Linked DNA regions of Mus musculus: regions 1, 3, 4, 5, 6 and 7 are each linked to region 2. The links are chromatin contacts, called in public Hi-C, HiChIP or PLAC-seq, Micro-C and promoter capture Hi-C maps. All regions are on one chromosome and are shown on one strand. The core of a region is the stretch at or near the end of the contact, and the rest is flanking DNA. Distances in the headings are between cores, read along the strand shown.

Region 1 (2,700 bases), core at 70-2,569, 490 kb before region 2:
CTTGAGATTGCTATGTCACTGAGGGTGACTTTAAGCTCCTGAACCCCCTGTTTTACTTGCCTCGTACAAGGTCATACTTGGTTGCACACCCTGCTTTTGAAATTCGGGGTCAAGGGACAGAGCTCAGGTGCTCAGGCTCCTTAGGCAAGGCCGTTACCTACTGAGCTTGAAGCTCAGGGTTCCTTCTGGAAATTACCACAGATAGCTCAGAGGAGACAGGGTGGACCCCTTGGCCTTGGGCCACTATCCACAGCCATCTTCCATCTGATAACCCAGGACAGACATCGGGCCTTCAAGGGGCATCTGGCTGTGTTGGACAGCTTCCAGGTTGTCACTCCTGGGTTGGATGCTCTTGGGATCCCAGGAGTAGAGGCAGGTTCCATTAATCATGTCACCATACAAGCCCCAGACATCAGAGGACGACACAGATTTGCGAAAAGGAAATTTTGAGTGTGTCCCCACCAAATAAGTTGGGGTGCTTCTCATTATGCCTACACAAACACCCCACCACCACCAAATAAAAACGTCTCACGGTCATAATGAGAATCCAACTGACTCTCCCCAAAGCTTTAACATGAACACAACCATCTGAAAACACAGGTCAGGGCCAATGAGATGGCTCAGTGAGTACAGGTGCTTGCTGCTAAGCCTGACAAATGGTTCCACCATCCTAGGGACTCACATGGTGGAAAGATCCAATGCCCATAAACTGCTCTCTAAGCCAGACAGGGTGGTGCTTACCTTTAATACCAAAATTTGGCAAGAAGAGGCAAGTGACCACCCTGGTCTACAAAACAAGAGTTCCAACCCAGTTGGTCTTACACAAGATTCTCCAAAAAACCAACCAACCAAACAAACAAACAAAACAAAACAAAAACCCAGAAACAATTTGACCTCTTGTACTCTGACCACTACAGGTATGCTTGCTGCCTTGGCATGAGCGTGTACACACACACACACACACACACACAAAAGCATGATTGTGTAGGAGGCTGGGTGCTGGGGAGGTGTGGGACTCGGCCTCCATCTTTGCTTCGGTATTAGCCATCTGTCATGCGGCGTTTTTACCACCAGGACTGCTGAAGGCAGGAAGAGAAAGAAGCCGGTTCAGAGCTGCCAGCAGGCGCCTGGAACCTCCCCTGGCTGCTTTGTGTTTCAGCAAGAGCCCTCCCAGCTCCAGCCAGGCAGGCTCCTCCCCATGGCCCTCCTGGGGCCCCCCGCTGGGGGAGGAGGCCCAGCTAAGCCTCTCTCCTGCTGGCTGGGGGTGGGGAAGGGAGGGACTCCAAGCCTAGCACCCAAGGACGACCCCTACAGGCCAGCCAGGGCAGGGCAGCATTCCCTACAGCCGCCATTTCTTCTCTGTCAGCTCTCTGCTGTCAGACAGAGAGCCAAACAGAGCTGGAAGGTCAGATATCTCTGGAATGTATTGAGCACCTACTGGGTGCACAACCTTGAGGAAGAGCACGTGCCCTCTGCAGGTACTGGAAATGTAACTGGGTAGATGGTAGCCGAGGGATCCTACCCAGGGTCCCTCTGGGACTTCATAGCTGGGGTCAGATCCTTTCGCCCACGTGTCACCATGGGTAGGACAGAGGCTATGGTCCACCCAGACAGAACACAGGCAGGGAGAGGGACACTGTGAGGTCTTTGAGCCTAGAGCTCCTTCCTTGTAAAGTGGAGTCACCTGTCTCTGGAGTTTTTATAAGACGTCAGAATCAGGGGCCAAAGCTAAGAGCTGGGAAGTCTGGGCTGGAGCTAGTACAACCTGATGGACAGATGTCCCTCATTCTATGCATCTGATCTCAGAGGCCTCTGAAGGGGCAGAGCCAGGGGCAGGAGGATTAGGAGTTAAAGGTCATCTCTAGCTAATCTGAGGCTGACCTGAAACTTCTGATCTTCCTGCCTCTTCCTCCCAAATGCTGGGATTACAGGAGTGTACCAGTATACCCAGGCTAAGCCTTGCTGCGGGGCCAACATGCAGCCTGGTCTACATGCCAAGTTCTGGGCCAGCCAGGGCTGCAAAGCAAGACCTTGTTTCAAAAATAAAAAAATGTCTGACGTCCAGCTTTTTCCCAAACAGGAGAATCTGTTCCCGTCTCCCTGCAGTTCCGTCTCATGCCTGCTCTGCTGTGGGCAAAGTGTCCCTTCTGCCACCAGGGCCCCTGACTAGTTTTCCTGGGACCACCTGGCCTCCTGGTCTCTTCTAGCCCTGCTGGATTAAGGTGAAAAGCCAGTCTAGGCCACCATAGCCAGACTGCCTGCTGCATGGACAGCCTCTGCCCTGAGTCCTGGATCCTTCCTTCACTGGAAAGTACCTCTCATGGAGAAAATTCATCAAGGTAAAACCTCATGAACAAGATGTTTTGGCTTGGCAGGAAACAAACAGTGGTTAACAACAAATTAGTGAGCTACTGAGCCTCTGGGCACATGGCGCTGAGGGCAGACCCAGGTTGGCTGCAGACATCAGCTATGGTCTCCTGCAGACCTGAGGGGGCACAGGCCTGGCTCAAAGCTCCCTTCACACGGACTGGAACAGTCTTCAGGTGGGATGCTCTTGTGTGCGGCTTAAGCTCTGGCCTGCTCCTCAGGCTCCGTTCCCCAGAGCCCTGCTCCACTGACCTAAGGCTGGGTTTCTTTTCTCTCCTTTGATTGGACAAGGGGCCCAAACTCCTGAAGTGGGGCTTTCAAGGAGCCCAGAGC
Region 2 (2,700 bases), core at 140-2,639:
AACGCCCAAGTGTTGCCCTTTGACCACACATGGACACTCAAGAACACACATGCACACAAAACAACAAAAAAACTACAGAAAGAGACTTCCCTGGTCATTTCCAGCAAATCTCAGAGACTCTGCATAGGGCCAAGCTGGTGCTCTGTGAATTGAATAACGGTGAGAGAGAGTTAGTTCTGACTACCCGTCTTGTCTGTCAATCAGGATGTCCTGGCCTCTGGGATCTCCAGCCCTAATCTGCAACCCTAGCCTTCTTGCTAACAGGCGCAGTTTGGGAGGGTCTGAGACCCAGCACCTGCCACAGCAAGTTCAGCAGAACCCCTGACACCCCAAATCTAATCGCGCAGTTAATACAAGTGCCAGGCTGTCACCTTCATCGGAACAGGAAGGACTTGGGCTACAGCCTGACGCGGCCATCCGAGTGGCTCTTCCTTTGAGTAGACGTAAGGAGACAGAGAAGGAGCTTGGAACGGACAGAGACCACCCAGGAAAGGAGCACTGAGGGAAGAGGAGATAGCCTGGGGAGGCTGGCAGCTGAGAAATATGAAGCTTAAATCTTAGAGAAGAACGAAGATGGAGCCTTGGAAAAATTCTTCAGATCTTAAGTTCCCTCTGCGGGCCCCAGGCACCTCTCAGTCTTGCAGCCCCAGGGTGGACGCTGTTTATCATCCCTTAAGGACTTTACATAAGCCTTTAGCTCTCTTAATGCTAATGCCTTAAAGACAGAAGCACGTTCTCTGACCCGGAATTCATTCAACCTCTCCTAAAATCTGTCAGCTGTTGGCCCAGGCAGAGTCCCTGCCCTCAGGGGCTCCTTTCCTGATAGAGAGACAGTTACTCCTGACAAGCTCTGAGTAGCGTGAGGGTGATGTCACAGTGACCAGAGGAGGGGGCACCCCAGCAGGTGGTCACGAGCGGCCTCTCAGAAGGCAATATTACTTCTTATGTTCCGTGATTGAGTCTTGCAATGTAGCTCAGGCTGGCCTCGAACGCGAGACACTCCTGGGTAGTGAAATGAAACCTAGCGCGTGCAGCCGATGTGCTGCCCCGTCCAGCAGCTTCCTAGCGAATGCACGATCTGCAGTAGCCATGCACTCCGTAGGCGCTTCGCAGCGCGTACTCCCTGCCTCCAGCGCGGTACGCGAGTTCGCGGGGCGCAGCGGGGACGCGCACATCCACCCTGCCTTCCGCGTCCAGCTGCGTCCAGCTGCGACCCCGCCCCCCGGCGCCGCGGTTGGCTGAGGCCCGAAGGCCTGCGATTGGCCGGGCGCGGCGCGGGCGCGGGCTCCGATTGGCTGTGACGCGGGGCCCCGCCGACGCCCCGCCCCGGCCGCCGCGCCCCGCGCCGGCCGGTCATTGGGCGGCGTGATATCGCCGCGGTTCCGCGGCCGCCGCCGCTGCAGGCAGAGCGCAGCGGGCGGGCCGGGCGACGGGCCATGGCGGGCGCCGAGGACGCGCCGGGCCGGCAGCCGGAGCTGGACGAGGACGAGACGGCGGAGGGCCGGCGCTGGGGCGCACAGCACGCGGGAGCCCGTGAGCTGGCGGCGCTTTACTCGCCAGGTAGGACGGATGGAGGGCCTGCGATCTGATGGGTGCTCGGCGCCGGGCCCGCCCCGACCGAACCCCAGGCGGTCCGAACACCTGGACCCTAACCCATCTGAGCCCTCTGGATCCGAACCTTAGCCCATTCGAAGTCCCCGGATTCGAACCCTAACCCATCCTGAGTCCACGGATTAGAACCCCAACCTATTCGAACCTCACTTCGACCCAACCCGTCCGAACCCCCACGAATCCAAACCCCAGCCCATCCGAAATGCCGAGATCTGAACTCTACCCAGATCCGAACTCCAGCAGCCCATTTGGACGCCCTTGGATCCGAACCGCACTCCATCCGAACCCTAGCCCCATCCTAACCCTGCCCCCAATCTAATCCCAGCTTCCACCCAAAGCGGAACTCCAGGGCTTCCAACTTTGCAAAGAGCACCCCTAGATCTTGGGACCCTAACTAAACCCCTTCCTACTCCGAGCCGTGAGGCTTTGGGGTTGCAGAGATTTAGGAACAGCCCCAATGCACCTGCGCATCCAGAGTCCTAGCCCCAGGGCACCTTGGGCAGTTTAGGAACCCCACCCTGGCCTGCCTTGTCTTCCTAAATCCCAGTCCAAGGCTTCCGGTTCTCAGGCAGCGCGAAGCCTTAGACATCTCAGTCGCAGGCACTGCCCTTAGCCACCTAAACTCACACGCAGTCCTAGGACCCCCACGTTACGAGTCTACACTCTGTGCGTTTTTTCCAAGACCGTGGGTTGCAAACTAACCCCCCTTCTGGGACTAACAGTTCTCTAGCCTCTAGGGCCCCGATTTGGATTTCAGCTGCAAAATATCCCAGGCGCTCTTCCCATAAGCTCCATCATGGTCCCTGCTTCAGTAGCTGCAGTGAACTTATCCCCTCCCCCTCCCATTGGGACCGGCAGCCCTCACCTCTTACTGGTAGATTCTCGGCAGCGATTCAGACCCTATTGAGTCTGGCTCTGTCCTCTCCCACACCCACACACTAGCTGCCCATTAGGACTTTGTGGGATACACTTATCACCACCCGGAGCCCCTTTCCCTGGCTCCACCCCTTCCCCCAAAGCCAGGTCCCCTCTCTGGTTTCTTTGCTTCTTGACATGCTCTTATCCTAACTGGCACTGGCTCCAACCCGC
Region 3 (2,700 bases), core at 169-2,668, 440 kb before region 2:
CAGGCATAGTGAAGAGATGACTCTACGGACTGAGTTCAACCCAGAGCCCACTTAAAGATGGAAGGATGAGTCGGGGGTGGTGGCCCAAGCCTTTAATCCCAGTACTCGGGAGGCAGAGGTAGGCAGATTTCTGAGTTCGAGGCCACCCTGGTCTACAAAGTGAGTTCCAGGATAGCCAAGGCTATACAGAGAAACCCTGTCTCTAAAAAACAACAACAACAAAGATGGAAGGATGGAGGGTTGCTGGTGGGAGGGCTTTAAGCCTAGGAGGTAGAAGCAGGTGGATCTCTGTGAGTTCCGGACCAGCCTGGTTCCAGAGTGAGTTCCAGGACAGCCAGGGCTACACAGAGAAACCCTGTCTGAAAAAACAAAACACAGAAAGTGGCAGAGGGGCTGACCTCACAAACTGTGGCGTGCACACTCTTCCTTCCCCAATTAAAAATAGGGGGGGGGGAGAGAGAGAGCAGAAATAAATGAATAAAGAAAAGTACGGGGCTGGAGAGATGGCTCAGTGGTTAAGAGCACTGACTGCTCTTCCAGAGGTCGTGAGTTCAAATCCCAGCAACCCCATGGTGGCTCACAACCATCTGTAATGAGATCTGATGCCCTCTTCTGGTGTGTCTGAAGACAGCTACAGTGTACTTATGTATAATAATAAATAAATCTTTTTTTTTTAAAGAAAAGTACATATGTGGTTTGGAGCCATGTGCTCCTTATGTAGTGCTCTACATGTGACCTCCACCTCTCAATCCTCCTGCCTCAGCTTCCCAGGATTACAAGTGTGGACTCTCGTTCTTGACTAAGTGAATTTGCTTCTTTGTTTACTGATAAGGTCTCACATAGCTCAAGCTGGCCTCAAATCTGCTATGTAGCCGAGGATGACCTTTGAACCGTGACTCTTTGGCCTTCACTTCCAGAGCGCTGGCCATAGAACGGAGTGGACACAAGGCAAGCTCTACCAACGGAGCCACGCCCCTAGGCCCCATGTGATTTTATTTATTTTTCTTCATTTTTTTCATCTGTTTACATATGTGTACGTTGACATGTGTGTGCCATCTGGCCTGCAAATGCAGGCCAGAGGACAATTTTCAGGAGTCCCTTCCTTCCATTCTGTGGATCCTGGGGGATCCAACACAGGCCCTCAGGCTTGCTGGCAATGCCTTTATCTGCTGAGCCACCTCCCAGCCCCCCTGTGTGTTTTGAAACCAGTTTCCCCTGATTCACCCGGAGGAATAACCACCCTTTGTCCGGTCCCTGTGTGGACTGTTGAGTTATTATGGCTGCTCTCTGATTCCAATCGCGGGCGGCGAAGGTTGCTTACATCTCTCCGAGAAGCCTGCCTGGCACTGTTACCCTCATTCAGTATTGTCCCAGCATCCCTGGAAGGCGGGCGCTCTGTGGCTCTCCAGCTCTCTGCGTAGTTAATGATTTAGTTTCTGAGTCACTAAGCACACACTGGGGCAGTCCGTTAGGGCACATACCTGTGACAAACAGCTGAGGGCTGGAAATAGCTTTACTTGGATCTCTGTCCCTCCTGGCCAGGTAGTCTGGGAACAAGTTATGTTCTAGAACTTGGTACAGGCTGCATGCCTGAGTTGAGAGCAGCCTCCTCGGGCCACACACCCCTGAGCATCCTAGAAATCTGGACAGAGAAGGCTGTGCTGATAGACATTGGTGGGTTGTCCTGGGTCAAATGGCGGCTTGTCTCCTAGCAGATGACACAGCACAGTCACGCAGCCTGGGGTTCTCCAGGGTTCACTGCATGCCTTCGGCGATTCCTGCCCTGCTGTGAGGACTTGGCGGAGCCATCAGAACTGTTTCTGAAGGTCCACATTCCTTCACCTTCCTGATATGCAGGCCAGGACTGCTCCAGACCGATCTGAGTTGCTACGGTGAGAACGTCGGTCATTCTAAGAGCTAGCCTTGTCTACAGAGCCTGCCAATGACGCAAGTGGAAATGAATTCCAGGCTCCTAGAATGGGTTCCCCCCTTGATGCAGCATAGAAGCTGATGGGTGTAGAAGACACAACTCCTGAAGGCTTATTATAGCTAGAAACCATATAGAGCTGAGACTACCAGTCAGAGCTTTAGTGTTGCCTCGCCTGCTCAAGTTCCTGAGTTCAATCCCCAGGAGGCTAGGAAGAAAAAAAGCCAGGTGGGTGGCTCGAGTTTTATAGTTCCCAGCACTAGAGAAGCAGAGGCAGGAGGATTGGGAGTTCAAAGTCATCTTAGGGTATTGAGTGAGTCTGAGGCCAGTCTAGGTTTCAGGGGACCCTGTCCTAAAACTAAACAAACCTACAGTTCCCGCACTCGTGATAGAATCAGCCTGACCTACACTGTATGCTCCAGACCAGGCAGTGTTACCCAGAACCCTCTGCTTCAGGGGTTCAGGGCCCCCATTTGTCAGCCCTATCCGCCCTGTCCCACTCCAGACCCAGGACAATAGAACCAGCAAGGATATTTAGCACTCTATAGTCCCACACGCTGCTGCAGAGGGTTATTTGTCTCACACATGAGATTTGTGACCATAAGTGAATGTCACGTGCATGGGTGCCCACGGAGGCTAGAAGGGGACGCTGGATCCCCTACAGCTGGAGGTAAGGCTGTTCTGCGCCGTCAGACATGGGTGCTGGGAACTGAACCTGGGTCTTCTAAATGAGCAGTGTCTAACCACTGAGCCGTCTCTCCAGTCCGTGTCTG
Region 4 (2,700 bases), core at 84-2,583, 400 kb before region 2:
GGAATCCTCCTGCCTCTGACACCCAGTTGAGCTATCATGACTTGTTTGTTTTTCTTTTCTTTTTTTTTTTTTTTTCCTTTTTCTGTTGTTGTGGTTTTGTTTTGCTTTGCTTTGCTTTTGAGACACGGTTTCTCTGTGTAGCCCCAGTTATCCTGGAACTTGATCTGTAGAGCAGGCTGGCCTCGAACTCTGCTTCTGCTTCCCAAGTGCTGGGATTAAAAGCATGTATCACCACTGCCCGGCTGGTTATTTTTCTTAATTAGTATCTTTCTTTCTTTACTCGTTGTTTTTTAATAATTAATTTATTTTCATTTTATGTGCATTTATGTATTTTGCCTGCATGTAGAGGTATTGGATTCTGTGGAATTGGAGTTACAGACAGTTGTCAGCTGCCATGTGGCTGCTGGGAATTGAACTCAGGTCCTCTGGAAGAGCAGCCAGTGCTCTTATCTGCTGAGCCATCTCTCCAGCCCTGTTCCTTTGTTTGAGACAGGGTTTAGCTATGCAGCCCTGACTGGCCTGGAGCTCACTACTTCAACCAGGCTGGCTTCAAACTAGCAGTGATCCTCCTGCCTCTGCCTCCCAAGCACTGGAATCCCTGGCAAGCACGGCACTTGGCCACGCCTAGATTTGATGAAAATCTCTTATTTGAAGTTGAGTGTGACAGCACATACCTGCAATGCAGCCATGAGAACAAGGTAGAAGGCTACACAGTCAGACCCTGTCTCAAGGACACAATCCCAGGGATGGTGGTGTAGTTCAGGGGGAGAAAACTAGCCTAGCATTTGCAAAGCTCAGGGTTTGGTCTGCAGCACCACAAAACAGACACCGCCTGAAGCCTGCGGAGGCTGGAATGGACTTTCAAGCTCCCGGGTCTCGGCTTCCTCCTTACTTTGAAGCACGCTCATGCGTTGCTCATGCTTATGGGAGCTGGGAGGGGTCGGGACAGGGAGCACAGGGGACTGAGCACAGAGCAGCCATCTCCAATTGGGAAGAGCTGGCTTGGGACACGGGTACAGAGGCCAGGCCGGCAGTGTGCCCGTTGTATGGGCACGTGTCAGTCAGAGGGTGGTTTAACAGAAAGAGGTTTGGGGTACCTTAATGTAACCACACTCTCGCAATGCCAGCCCATAATGGCCTGCTCATGGTTGGTTCTCATTTCCAGCTCCATTATGAGGTATTTGTGCTTGGAATATAAATTATAAATCTAAACACGGGCAGGGTTTGTCCCACCCCCTCCCCCCCAACCCCCAAAGCAGATTCCGAGCAGCACGAAACCAGCCAACCCAAATAAACTGCGCACTGGCCCTGTTGTTTCCAGAGCCGTGTAAACCATCAGGCTTTGAAGAGGGGCCCGGGAGCAAGCGCCCCGCCATCAGGGTTCAATTTAGGCTGTGCATACTTGAGCAGTTTACTAGAAATCTATGGCAAAGACAGGCATGCACGGTGGCGGGGTGGGGGGGTGCGGGGACAGGACATGACAGAAGTGTCGTATCAGATCATGAAAGATGCAGCTGAGGGTCTCATCGCAAACTCAGACATCTCACAGAAGTCCTACACACCAGGGGCCAACAGAATTCCTCAGCTGGTGGAGTCATCTCTGGAATGCTGGGCTCACTCTCAGTGGTATGTTACAGAGATGACAGTCACCACGTGGAGAAACACAGGCCCTCCAGATGCCTCCAGAGAAGCCCTATGGCTGCCTGTGTGTGGAAACAGTTTACTTAACTGGACTGGGTTTCTGCAAAGATTTAACTCTGACAAGAGCTGGGGGGGGGGGGTGTTGTGGGGCTTCTGGGGTGGGAGGAAGGGCTATCTTTAGGGTCAGGCCTCGACCTCTCTAATCGCTAATCATCCCCTGACTGATAAGGCTCCCAGATTTCAGGGCTGCTTCACTCAAGCTAAACTGAGGTTTCTGGTCCACGCCAGAGGTAGACCTCGTCAATCCCAAGGCTCCGCAGAGCCTACAGGCTACGGGACCACAGTTTGTCATGGGGGAGGGGCGCATCAGAAAGGCCTGGAGTGAGGCTCCAGAGGGGTCAGGCTGGGAGCACGGAGTTGCCAGGGGCTGGTACATGAGAACATCTATCTCCAGGCAGGAGCAGGTAAGGGACCTGGTCAGAGCTGAAAGCTCCTGAGGTTGATAAGGACTTCCATGCTGGTTCTTGTCTCCCCTCAGGGCTCCCTTTCACAGGTTTGTCTCTGTCATTTTCAGGAAAGGGATAAACTGCAGAGCTCCTGGCTTCTAACAGGTCTCCATGTGAATTAGGCATGGGACCCCACAAAGCCATGGGGTCCTTGGAAATAAAGGTTTCTCCTCTCGGGTGCAGGGAATTGAGAAAAAAAGCTGTATTAGGGGATGCTAATGGTGATGTGTATATACTAATTAATTACGTGCTCCAGCCTTAAAAATAAATGATTTATTAGTTTACTCTCTCTCTCTCTCTCTCTCTCTCTCTCTCTCTCTCTCTCTCTCTCTCTCTCTGTGTGTGTGTGTGTGTGTGTGTGTATGTGTGTGTGTATGTGTGTGTCCAGAAGACGGTTGTCAGATTCCCTAGAACAGAAGTTACAGGCAGTTGTGAGCTGTTGTGTGGGTTCTGGGAACCAAACCTGGGTCCCCCGAAAGAGCAGCAAGTGCTCTGAACCACCAAGTCCTCTCTCCAGCCATATTTTTGGTATTTTGAGACAGGATCTCATGTG
Region 5 (2,700 bases), core at 99-2,598, 310 kb after region 2:
GAAGTGCACATGACAGTGCAGAATGAGAAATGGGGTTAGTGGTCAAGCCCCGGTGGCAGGCCACTTTTGATTTGAGCCCTTACTTCACAACTTAGACGACTTGCTTCTCTTTCCAGAAGCTTCAGTTTTCTCATCGGTGCAATGGGGCCAAAGTGGGGGTAGGGGAGCCACGATCTCAGGACTTAGAGAGAGGCTGTTACTGGCTAAGAAGCCCTGTTTCTCGGTGTCTTAACATTGACAGTTGTCACCACTGTTCTGTCCTGTAGGATGTGACCTTGTTTGGATCTCTTCTTCTTTCCTGGGATTTTATCCTTGGATTCATTGAAGGCGGATCAAGCCCCTTCTTCCTTCCTTCCGGCTTTTGCATTTGTAGTTCCCCTTAGTGGGACCACTCTTTCTCCACCTGGCACTTTCACATTCTTTTGTGTTCATGCCACCCAGGAAGGAGAGGCTTCCCCCTCAATCTCAGACTAGAGTAGAATGCATCCGAAACATCTTCATGTCTAATTGTTTTCATATCTCTTATCATCATCATCTGTTATATTGATTTTTTTCTTATTCGCATTAATACAGGTTCCCAGAGGAATCTTTGCTCCGTGGAGCATCCCCGGCCCCAGGACCCGTAACTGCCACTTTATCATAAATGGTGTCTGGAATGAATGGATGAGTGAGGGCGAACACGAATGCCCCGGCCTCTGCATCCTTGCTCTGCTGCAGCGGCGGGCTACCTGGCTATTCACACATTGTCCACCACCCCTCGATCCCCGCGTGGGGAGCTCGCACGGGAACCAAGTCGTACTAGCGAGCCGCTTCCTGCCAGCATGGGCGGCGGCCGCTCGAGGATCTTGCGGCTAGAGTGCTCGCGCGTGAACCCCGCCCCGCCCCGCCCCGCCCCCACATCCAGGCCCCGCCCCACAGATGCGCTCCCCGGACTGTAGGCCCTGCCCATTCCCGCCCCCTTGCCTCAGGCCACGCCCTTCTCTCCTCCCCGTCAGGCCTCAGGCTCAGGCTCCCGCAAAATGCTTGTTATGCTCCCGGCCCCGCCCTTATCCCCCTCCCCATCAGACTTCAAGCCCGGTCCCCGCCGGTGTTCTCAGGCTCGCGGAGGCACCCTTAACATCAGGCCCCGCCCTCGTCCGGCCCCCAGTTTAGGCCCCGCCCTTACTCGGTCCCCATCAGGCCTGCCTCAGGTCTGGTACCTCCATCTGCTCCTCAGACTGCGGCCCTTGCCCTCGCCCCGCCCTCAGCATCAGACCCCGCCCCTCACCCCGCCCTCCTAACAGGCCCCGCCCCGCCCGCCTCGCCCCCGCCGCTGAGCTCCTCTGGTCGTCGGCCCCCTCCCGCCTCATGTGGCCCGGCCCGCGGCGGCCGGCGGCTGAAAGCGGCGAGGCGGCGGCGCGCGAAGCCCGGAAGGCGGCGGCCGAGGCCCAGGCGGCGGACCGGAGCGGCGGGAGCGGGGCCCGGGTTGGCCCTCGAGCGGCCGCCGGCTCAGCATGCGCGCCCGCCGGGGGCTGCTGCGGCTGCCGCGCCGCTCGCTGCTCGCCGCGCTCTTCTTCTTCTCGCTGTCGTCCTCGCTGCTCTACTTCGTCTATGTGGCGCCCGGCATAGGTAGGAAGGCGACCCTGCGGCCACCCCACGCCTCTTCCCGCTGCGGCCCGCGCCGCCGCCCCGGCCGACCCCGCGCTCCGTGACTCGCCGTTTCCTGCCGCGCCACCCCGCAGCCCGCCCGCACACGCGGCCTCCTCCCTGACGCAGCCGCCCGCGCCCTCCGCGGCCGCGCGTTGGCTGCCCAGACCCGGCGGGGCTGCGGGCTGCGCGCCCCTTTCCCCTCCCCCCCCTCCTCCCTGGAGCCCGCCGCTCGCCCGCCGCTCATAGCGGACCCGACCTGCTCTGGGGACCGATGGGAAGTTTGAATTGGCCATGGAGGAGGTGCTGTGACAGGGGCCTTGAAGAAGCGGTGCCAGGTGGAAGGGAGGGGGGGGTCGCCCAGAGAAGAAACGGAATGGGTAGCAGTTCTCCAAGGTCCGCCCTTTAGAGGGGGAGACCGCCTGGAGAGAAAACGAGCCCTTCCCGGAACAGACTGGACGCTGATGAGAAGGCAAAGGCAGCGAGAGGGTTAAAGGCAGAGGACACTGAGGTCAGATGTCCTGTATGACCTTGGGCCCTCAGCTTCTCTTCTCTGTAAAATGGGGACACGAATCCCAGCCTTTAAAGGACAGAGGGCCATAAATGCCCTTTAAGCTTTTCTCCCTATAGCGGACGCCCAACGTCTTCGAAATAAATACATACATAATAAATAAATATTCGCTGTTACAGGTAGTTTGGGGGACAGAAGGAAAGAGTTTTAAGGAATGCGACTTGCCTCCCTTAGTGTGGTCTTGGAGTGCTAGTGAAAACTTCAGCCCTTGGTGAAAAATGAGAAGATGCTGTTGGGGGTGGGGCCGAGGGCGAGAATTCTGGATGGTTGGGATGGGTGCCGCTTAGGGGAAGTGCCTTTGAGATCGGAGTAGTAAATGCTGGTGTTCCCTGTTGACCTGGCAACTCTGAACTGGCAGAGAAATTTCCAGAGAAAGAGGGAGAGAGGGAGAGAGTCTCTCCCCTGATTATTTTTTTTTTTAAAGCTTGTTTCACTTGATGTTTAAAGTTGGTGTTTCATGCTGTCAGCCTGACCTGGGAAGATGGAAAAGCTAACTTGAGACT
Region 6 (2,700 bases), core at 125-2,624, 300 kb before region 2:
GCCAGTCTCGACTCCTCTCTAAATGGCATCTGAGTTGAGGGGCTGGCGTGTTACTTGATAGTGTGGGAAAATACTGATTCTCAGATAGTCAGCTGAGAGACTGAAGGAAGGAAGGGCAGATAGACCGGGCAGTGGGGGCTGAGAGGCAAGCACTTCCTGGAACCCAGGCGCAGCCATGGCTGAGAGCACACACGCTTGTCTCTGGCTCACCTAAGATGCTGTGTGTAAGCACCTCAGAGTGGTGAGTGCACAGCAGATTTTATTAACCGGGTCTAACTACAAAGGAGAAAGAAAAATTTTGTGGAGCAAAGAACAATCAGAATAGATAGATCACCAGAGGCTGTCTTTGAATGGAAAACAATACTTCATTCTTTGTATCTTGCTTTGTTTTGTTTGAGACAGGTACTTACATATTACATAGCCTAGGCTAGCCTCCAACTCCCTATGAAGCTGAGGATGACCTTGAACTAATAATCCCAGCAGACAAGCGCTGGGAGTCTGCACAAGCACACCTGGTTTACTGAATAACTACAGGGGCAAAATACCCAGGCTGCAGCTGCAGTCACAGAGAGGAACAGAGGTGTGGGTGTGGGCGGTGGTGATATGGCTTCAGAGAAGCAGCAGTTTCGGAGAGGCTCCCAGAGTGGACTCCAGGGCTTCAGCACTGTGCTGCTAACAGTCCTCCTGCTTGTACAGCTGCTCAAAACACCTAACCCTTAAAAATACCAAAGTGACCTCTGTCACTGCTGATGACCTCAAGCCATTTACAAGAACAAGCCACTTACATAATTATGTTAACAATGACTTTTGGTCCCTAAGGACTGATGTGGTTTTAGCACTGAGAATAACAGCTTTGAGAGGCTGAACTGGCTGGGGGTGGGAGCGTGGATATGAATGAATGGCTTCACACTGGTGAAGTGACCCTGGCCCACACTGCATTTAGAAGCAGCATTCTGAGTTCAGTGTGGCAGGCCAGAGCGTCGGGCTGCCGCTCACCTTACACAGATTACACGGGTAACTAGGATGACACACTCGCAGTTAGACTTGCAAGTGTCCCTGGCTTTGACCCTAATTTTTACAGCCCTTGATAAAGACATCACTTACATTTTCTGTTAAATGTCATGAATTCCACCTTGGGCAGAAATCAATAGGGAGAAAATGAATCAGACTTACAGTAATTGATGTCAATCAAACATATTGGAACCAGTGTCTACTAAAATGCTGAGAACCACAAAACTGTTCCCGTAAGAGAACTGGCTAAAAAAATCGACTTTCACTTCTGTTTTGTTTACCTTCTGCTTTCTATCAGGCCAGTAAGAACTTCACCCGGCTCTTGGCTGCCTGCCGGGGGACAGTGGGACAGTTGACTAACAAGGAATTGGCAGGCATCTGCAAGAGCAATATCTACAATTTTCCTGGCAGGAACCAGTCTGCCCACTGTGTTTCCTCCTTCCAAGGTCCCAAGGGAGAGGCCACATGAAACACCAGTGACATCCCTGATCTGAAGTGACAGTGCTCTCCTTCCGCAATGGATGGATGCTCCCTGCATACTTAGCAGTGTGAACGAGCAGAAAACAGCTCACTAAAACACAACAATGTTGGTCAAGATTTTCCCAAGTCCCTGGAAAGCTGTGTGAGGCTCTGCTAACCAGAACCAAGAAAAAGGCATATGAGATACTCACTGGCCACCTTCTTCTAGAGGCCACATGCTTTCCTACCTGATGTGAGAGACCAAGGATGAAGGAGGCACAGAGATGAAGGCATGATAGCACTGGAAGGAATGGATTTGTGAAACCACAAAAATGAAGTCACAGGCTGGAGAGATGGCTCAGGGGTTAAGAGCACTGACTGCTACTCCAGAGGTCCTGAGTTCAATTCCCATCAACCACATGGTGGCTCACAGCCATCTGTAATGGGATCTGTTATCCTCTTCTGGTGTGTCTGAAGACAGCTACAGTGTACTCATATAAATAAAACAAGTAAGTCTTTAAAATAAAGTCCCAAGCTGGGACCGAGAGGCTATTCTATTCCAAGCAAGCAGGCAGGCATGAGGCTCCACACAGGCAGGCGTTCCTTCAGGCCATCCAGACGCAGCCTGGCACTGTGCCCACACCAGGAAGAGACTCTTCAGATCTCAGCTGTCAGCCTACATGGAGAAGTGCAGGTGACCTTTCACGTCTAGGCAGAACACAGGACTGTATGTCAGGCATGTATACACTCTAAGAATCCCAACATTACAAGGAGACAGAAGTATGTCAAGTTCATGAGCTACCCAGGAGGACCCTGTGTCAAAACCAAACCAAGCCACGAAGTATGTTATGGAATAAATTCATTCTTTTCAAAATTTTAGCAAACCAAAGATTTAAAAAAAATAGGGATATTAAAATGCAAGAAAATTTAAATGGGGTTGCCTTTAATCCCAGTAGTCACGGGCAGAGCCAGGTGAATCTCTGTAAGTTGACAGCAAGCTTGGTCTACACAGTGAGACCCTGTCTTGTGTGTCTGGGTGGGGCAGAGCTGAGGCTGGGGTGATAGCTAAGTGGTCAAAAATACCACTCTTGTAGTTTGGTCTCCAGCACCCACACAGAGGCTCACAGGTCCCAAGGGGGTCTGATGCCCTCTTCTGGCTACCAAGGGCATGTGCATATCACTGGCACATATGCAGAAAAAATACTCATATACATAAAAAAATTTTAATGG
Region 7 (2,700 bases), core at 157-2,656, 270 kb before region 2:
CTTTCCTAAGTGAAGCTCAAAATAGATTTCAATTTCCAGCTGATGGGTCTCACCCGCTGTCTTTTGAACCTAGAAGCTGAAAGCAGAATAAACCGCCTGCTCTCTTTACCCGAGGAACAGGATCTATTTTGCACATGCTTATTTAAGATGCCTGGCGAGTATGGTTAATCCTCACAACCCCCGCACTGACATTTAATCGGAAGATTTGTTTTCTTTAGAGGACTTAGCTGCTTGCAAAGACATCTTTGCATTTTCAATTCACTGTTTCATACATGGCGGGGGGTGGGGGGGAGAACCCTACTTTCATAATACTTTTTTTTTTTTTAATGAACCACCAGAACCCCTCAAGTGGACCGGATCACAGAAAACAGAAACCATCTCAGCTCACGGTCAAAGGATAAAAGACAAAAGAAAGAGGCCATTTGGAGAGGGTCAGGCAGCTATAGGAATGGGTTCTGTGTCCCCCTAGTTAGTCGCCTAACCTCATGGCTTGTCACTCCTTGGTCTATTCAAAGAGCAAGTCTCCTTCCCTGTCGAGCCGCTAGCAGCCCTGCCGGTGATGCCCTAGACAAGGCAGCCCCTTTGCGTACAGTCACCCTCCACCAGAACAGGTCTTTCTCTTCTCAACACTTGTCACCAGATGCAATGATCAGTATTTGAATGTCTGTGTGACTATAGCCTCTCGGGGGGGGGGGGATAGGTTAGGTCTACGGTGGCGTTCAATACACACCAGCTCCAAAGCCTAGCACCGAAGAGACCCTCCAGCTCACGTCTAACAAATGAATGGACAGGAAGGAGTAAGGGGGCTGTCATCCCCGGGCCTCCACCACCGCACACCGAGGCCCGAGGAAGTGAAATGTGAGGGGGCGGGGGTGTCGGCGAGCCCACCCTCCTCCCCAGGAGACAAAGGAAGAGGGCCTGAGGTGGTCCAGTCCAGACAAGGAAGCGGCAGGGGTGTGGACCAGTGGGGACAAAGGGTGGCTGGGCCATGTTGGGGTCGGGTTTGCGGGGGGAGCTCGAAGATGACAGGGACCGCGGAGAGATAGAGGCGAGTGGGGGTGTCGCAGGGGCCGCGAACCCCAAGAGGGGTCTAGGGCGACGAGGATGCGCGACAGGAGTCCCCCGAGCCGGGAGGGTCGGGGAGACGGCGCGGCCTAGGGGCCCCCGGCTCCGCACCTGGTAAATAGCCGCCCAGTTCCCAGCCTTGTCGATCTCCTCGAACTCCTTCTCCATCTCCATGGCGGGACGGGTCGGCTGCCCGAGTTCCCACGGCCGTCCGCCGCGCTAGGCCGCGTCGCTCCGCGTCCCGAAGCCCGTCACCCGCCACCACCGCAGCCCCAAGCTCCCCAGCAGCGGCTTCTGCATGTCAAGCCGGCAGCCGGAAGTACGCACCCCCGCCTCACCGCGAGCTCCGCCCTCTGTACGGGAGGACCAGTCAGCTAGCGAAAAGGCGGCCGGCACTTCCGCGGGGGCGGAGCGGTAGGCGGGGCATCGCGGACGAGGCCCGAACCCGAGGAGCAGACTTGCTGCGCGCGCCGCGTGCGGCTTCCCGGGTTCCGCGCTCCGGAGGGCGCGCGCCCGTTGCCCAAGCGACCCCCGGCGGCGCGCCCACGGCGCGTGGGCCGAGGCGGGACTCGGGGAGTATCCTGAGTTCGAGCCTCAAGCCCGCCGGTTGAGTCAGGCGGCGAGGGCGTGGCCTCGAGCTGGGCGGTTGAGTGGGAGCGGCGTTTCCTGTCCCGGTCTGTTTTTCTTTTTTCTTTTTTTCCTTTTTGTCTTGGTTTTTCCAGACAGGGTTTCTGTGCGTAGCCCTGGACGTCCTCACATTCACTCTGTAGACCAAGACTGGCCTCGAACTCATAAATCCGGCTGCCTTTTTCCCGAGTTCTGGGATTAAAGGTGTGTGCCATCACTTCGGGCTCCGTTCTTTATTTTTAACTCAGGGTCACGATATTCCAGGCTGGCCTCTCACTTGCTGTCAGGCCAAGGATAACCTCTTATTTGCTGTCAGGCGAAGGATGATCCTCTCGCCTCCATCTCCCACGTCTTGGAATCACAGACATGCATTGCGGGGGATAAACCAGAGCTCCGTGCATGCTAGGACCTACTCCGGCCACATCCCAGCGAGCAGAGTGTTCGTTTTAGACAACGAATCACTCTATAGCCCGAGCTGGCCTGGAGTTCACTACGTAACCCAGGCCAGCCTCCAGCTCTGGATCTGCCTGCCTCAGTCTCCGGAGTTTTGGACAGGTGCTAACACCCAGCTGGCCACTCTGCTCTCATGAAACTTGGGAAAGTCCATAAGAGTTTTTACCCTGGCAGAATGAACGGATGGGACATGTGGTGCTAGTTTTCTGTCTTTCTCCAGTATCAAGAAAATCCTGACCAGATGTGGTGGCACTTGCCTTTAAACTCTCCAGGTAGAAGCAAGGGGTCTCTGAGTTCCAGGCCAGCCTGGTCTACATCGTTCCGGGACAGCCAGTTATACAGTGAGACCCCTTCTCAAAACAAAAAAACAACCAAAAGGGAAAAAATCTTCCTTGGGGTTTGTTGGTGACTCATAACCATCCTAACTCTAGTTTCAGGCCGTCTTCTGACCTTCAAGGGCACAGGGTATACATGTGATACCATACTACTGTACATACATGCATACAAAACCATCATACAAATAAATCTAAAAACATGTTTAAAAGAAAAAAAAAA

What was found. Promoter capture Hi-C pulls out the DNA fragments that hold promoters and counts their contacts. A called contact is a pair of places that touch in the nucleus more often than the background predicts. HiChIP or PLAC-seq counts read pairs in DNA pulled down with a chosen protein or histone mark.
Region 1: a contact with region 2 is called in a promoter capture Hi-C map of hippocampal neurons, with 4 times the contacts expected there. The contact joins the promoter of E130018N17Rik here to the promoter of Tmem189 in region 2. A contact is called at or near these places in 2 of 39 promoter capture datasets (hippocampal neurons and liver) and 2 of 115 datasets of contacts at active chromatin or transcription factors (kidney and pancreatic cancer cells).
Region 3: an HNF4G HiChIP or PLAC-seq map of pancreatic cancer cells shows a contact between it and region 2. The contact joins the enhancer-like site here to the promoter of Tmem189 in region 2. A contact is called at or near these places in 2 of 39 promoter capture datasets (hippocampal neurons and liver), 4 of 484 Hi-C or Micro-C datasets (the Ba/F3 cell line, adipose-derived mesenchymal stem cells, embryonic fibroblasts and 1 more), 5 of 115 datasets of contacts at active chromatin or transcription factors (craniofacial prominence, embryonic stem cells, extraembryonic endoderm stem cells and 2 more) and 1 of 9 other capture datasets (embryonic stem cells).
Region 4: a contact with region 2 is called in an H3K4me3 HiChIP or PLAC-seq map of craniofacial prominence, with 3 times the contacts expected there. The contact joins the enhancer-like site here to the promoter of Tmem189 in region 2. A contact is called at or near these places in 5 of 39 promoter capture datasets (cranial neural crest, frontonasal cranial neural crest, liver and 2 more), 3 of 115 datasets of contacts at active chromatin or transcription factors (craniofacial prominence, embryonic stem cells and kidney) and 3 of 9 other capture datasets (adipose tissue, embryonic stem cells and liver).
Region 5: a Micro-C map of embryonic stem cells shows a contact between it and region 2, with 6 times the contacts expected there. The contact joins the promoter of B4galt5 here to the promoter of Tmem189 in region 2. A contact is called at or near these places in 3 of 39 promoter capture datasets (the C10 cell line, fetal liver and pre-B cells), 1 of 15 datasets of contacts at CTCF or cohesin (the NIH/3T3 cell line), 3 of 484 Hi-C or Micro-C datasets (B cells, embryonic stem cells and liver) and 2 of 115 datasets of contacts at active chromatin or transcription factors (effector CD8 T cells and pancreatic cancer cells).
Region 6: a contact with region 2 is called in a Hi-C map of bone marrow-derived macrophages, with 22 read pairs. The contact joins the enhancer-like site here to the promoter of Tmem189 in region 2. A contact is called at or near these places in 12 of 39 promoter capture datasets (the 3T3-L1 cell line, 3T3-L1-derived adipocytes, the C10 cell line and 7 more), 2 of 15 datasets of contacts at CTCF or cohesin (CD8 T cells and the NIH/3T3 cell line), 1 of 484 Hi-C or Micro-C datasets (bone marrow-derived macrophages), 18 of 115 datasets of contacts at active chromatin or transcription factors (CD8 T cells, the SCID.adh cell line, T-cell acute lymphoblastic leukemia and 14 more) and 2 of 9 other capture datasets (adipose tissue and liver).
Region 7: a contact with region 2 is called in an H3K4me3 HiChIP or PLAC-seq map of bone marrow-derived macrophages, with 6 times the contacts expected there. The contact joins the promoter of Ptpn1 here to the promoter of Tmem189 in region 2. A contact is called at or near these places in 17 of 39 promoter capture datasets (the 3T3-L1 cell line, 3T3-L1-derived adipocytes, the C10 cell line and 10 more), 2 of 15 datasets of contacts at CTCF or cohesin (CD8 T cells and the NIH/3T3 cell line), 7 of 484 Hi-C or Micro-C datasets (B cells, bone marrow-derived macrophages, centroblasts and 3 more), 41 of 115 datasets of contacts at active chromatin or transcription factors (the 230-238 cell line, CD8 T cells, the SCID.adh cell line and 31 more) and 4 of 9 other capture datasets (adipose tissue, liver, macrophages and 1 more).

What each region holds. Positions count from the first base shown.
Region 1 is chr2:168,153,132-168,155,831 of GRCm38.p6, reverse strand. E130018N17Rik (RIKEN cDNA E130018N17 gene) reads left to right here and starts at 1,319. Exons shown (of 2, transcript NR_040327.1): 1 at 1,319-1,478; 2 at 2,081-2,700.
Region 2 is chr2:167,660,233-167,662,932 of GRCm38.p6, reverse strand. It overlaps Tmem189 (transmembrane protein 189), which reads left to right and starts at 1,389. Exons shown (of 6, transcript NM_145538.2): 1 at 1,389-1,560. The coding sequence starts at 1,437.
Region 3 is chr2:168,103,654-168,106,353 of GRCm38.p6, reverse strand. No RefSeq gene overlaps it. Among named protein-coding and RNA genes, the nearest start is that of Pard6b, 24 kb to the right of the region's middle. Within about 2 kb of position 1,418, at least 68 of the 459 cell types and tissues checked have an H3K27ac peak or open chromatin away from gene starts, as enhancers often do. A contact at or near this core is called in embryonic stem cells, extraembryonic endoderm stem cells, liver and 1 more, where this site is marked.
Region 4 is chr2:168,055,389-168,058,088 of GRCm38.p6, reverse strand. No RefSeq gene overlaps it. Among named protein-coding and RNA genes, the nearest start is that of Gm33108, 13 kb to the left of the region's middle. Within about 2 kb of position 1,333, at least 46 of the 459 cell types and tissues checked have an H3K27ac peak or open chromatin away from gene starts, as enhancers often do. A contact at or near this core is called in craniofacial prominence, where this site is marked.
Region 5 is chr2:167,347,826-167,350,525 of GRCm38.p6, reverse strand. B4galt5 (UDP-Gal:betaGlcNAc beta 1,4-galactosyltransferase, polypeptide 5) reads left to right here and starts at 1,348. Exons shown (of 9, transcript NM_019835.2): 1 at 1,348-1,608. The coding sequence starts at 1,494.
Region 6 is chr2:167,957,640-167,960,339 of GRCm38.p6, reverse strand. The region is part of intron 1 of Ptpn1 (protein tyrosine phosphatase, non-receptor type 1); the gene reads right to left. Among named protein-coding and RNA genes, the nearest start is that of Ptpn1, 27 kb to the right of the region's middle. Within about 2 kb of position 1,374, at least 169 of the 459 cell types and tissues checked have an H3K27ac peak or open chromatin away from gene starts, as enhancers often do. A contact at or near this core is called in CD8 T cells, the NIH/3T3 cell line, the SCID.adh cell line and 9 more, where this site is marked.
Region 7 is chr2:167,931,033-167,933,732 of GRCm38.p6, reverse strand. It overlaps Ptpn1 (protein tyrosine phosphatase, non-receptor type 1), which reads right to left and starts at 1,406. Exons shown (of 9, transcript NM_011201.3): 1 at 1,177-1,406. The coding sequence starts at 1,239.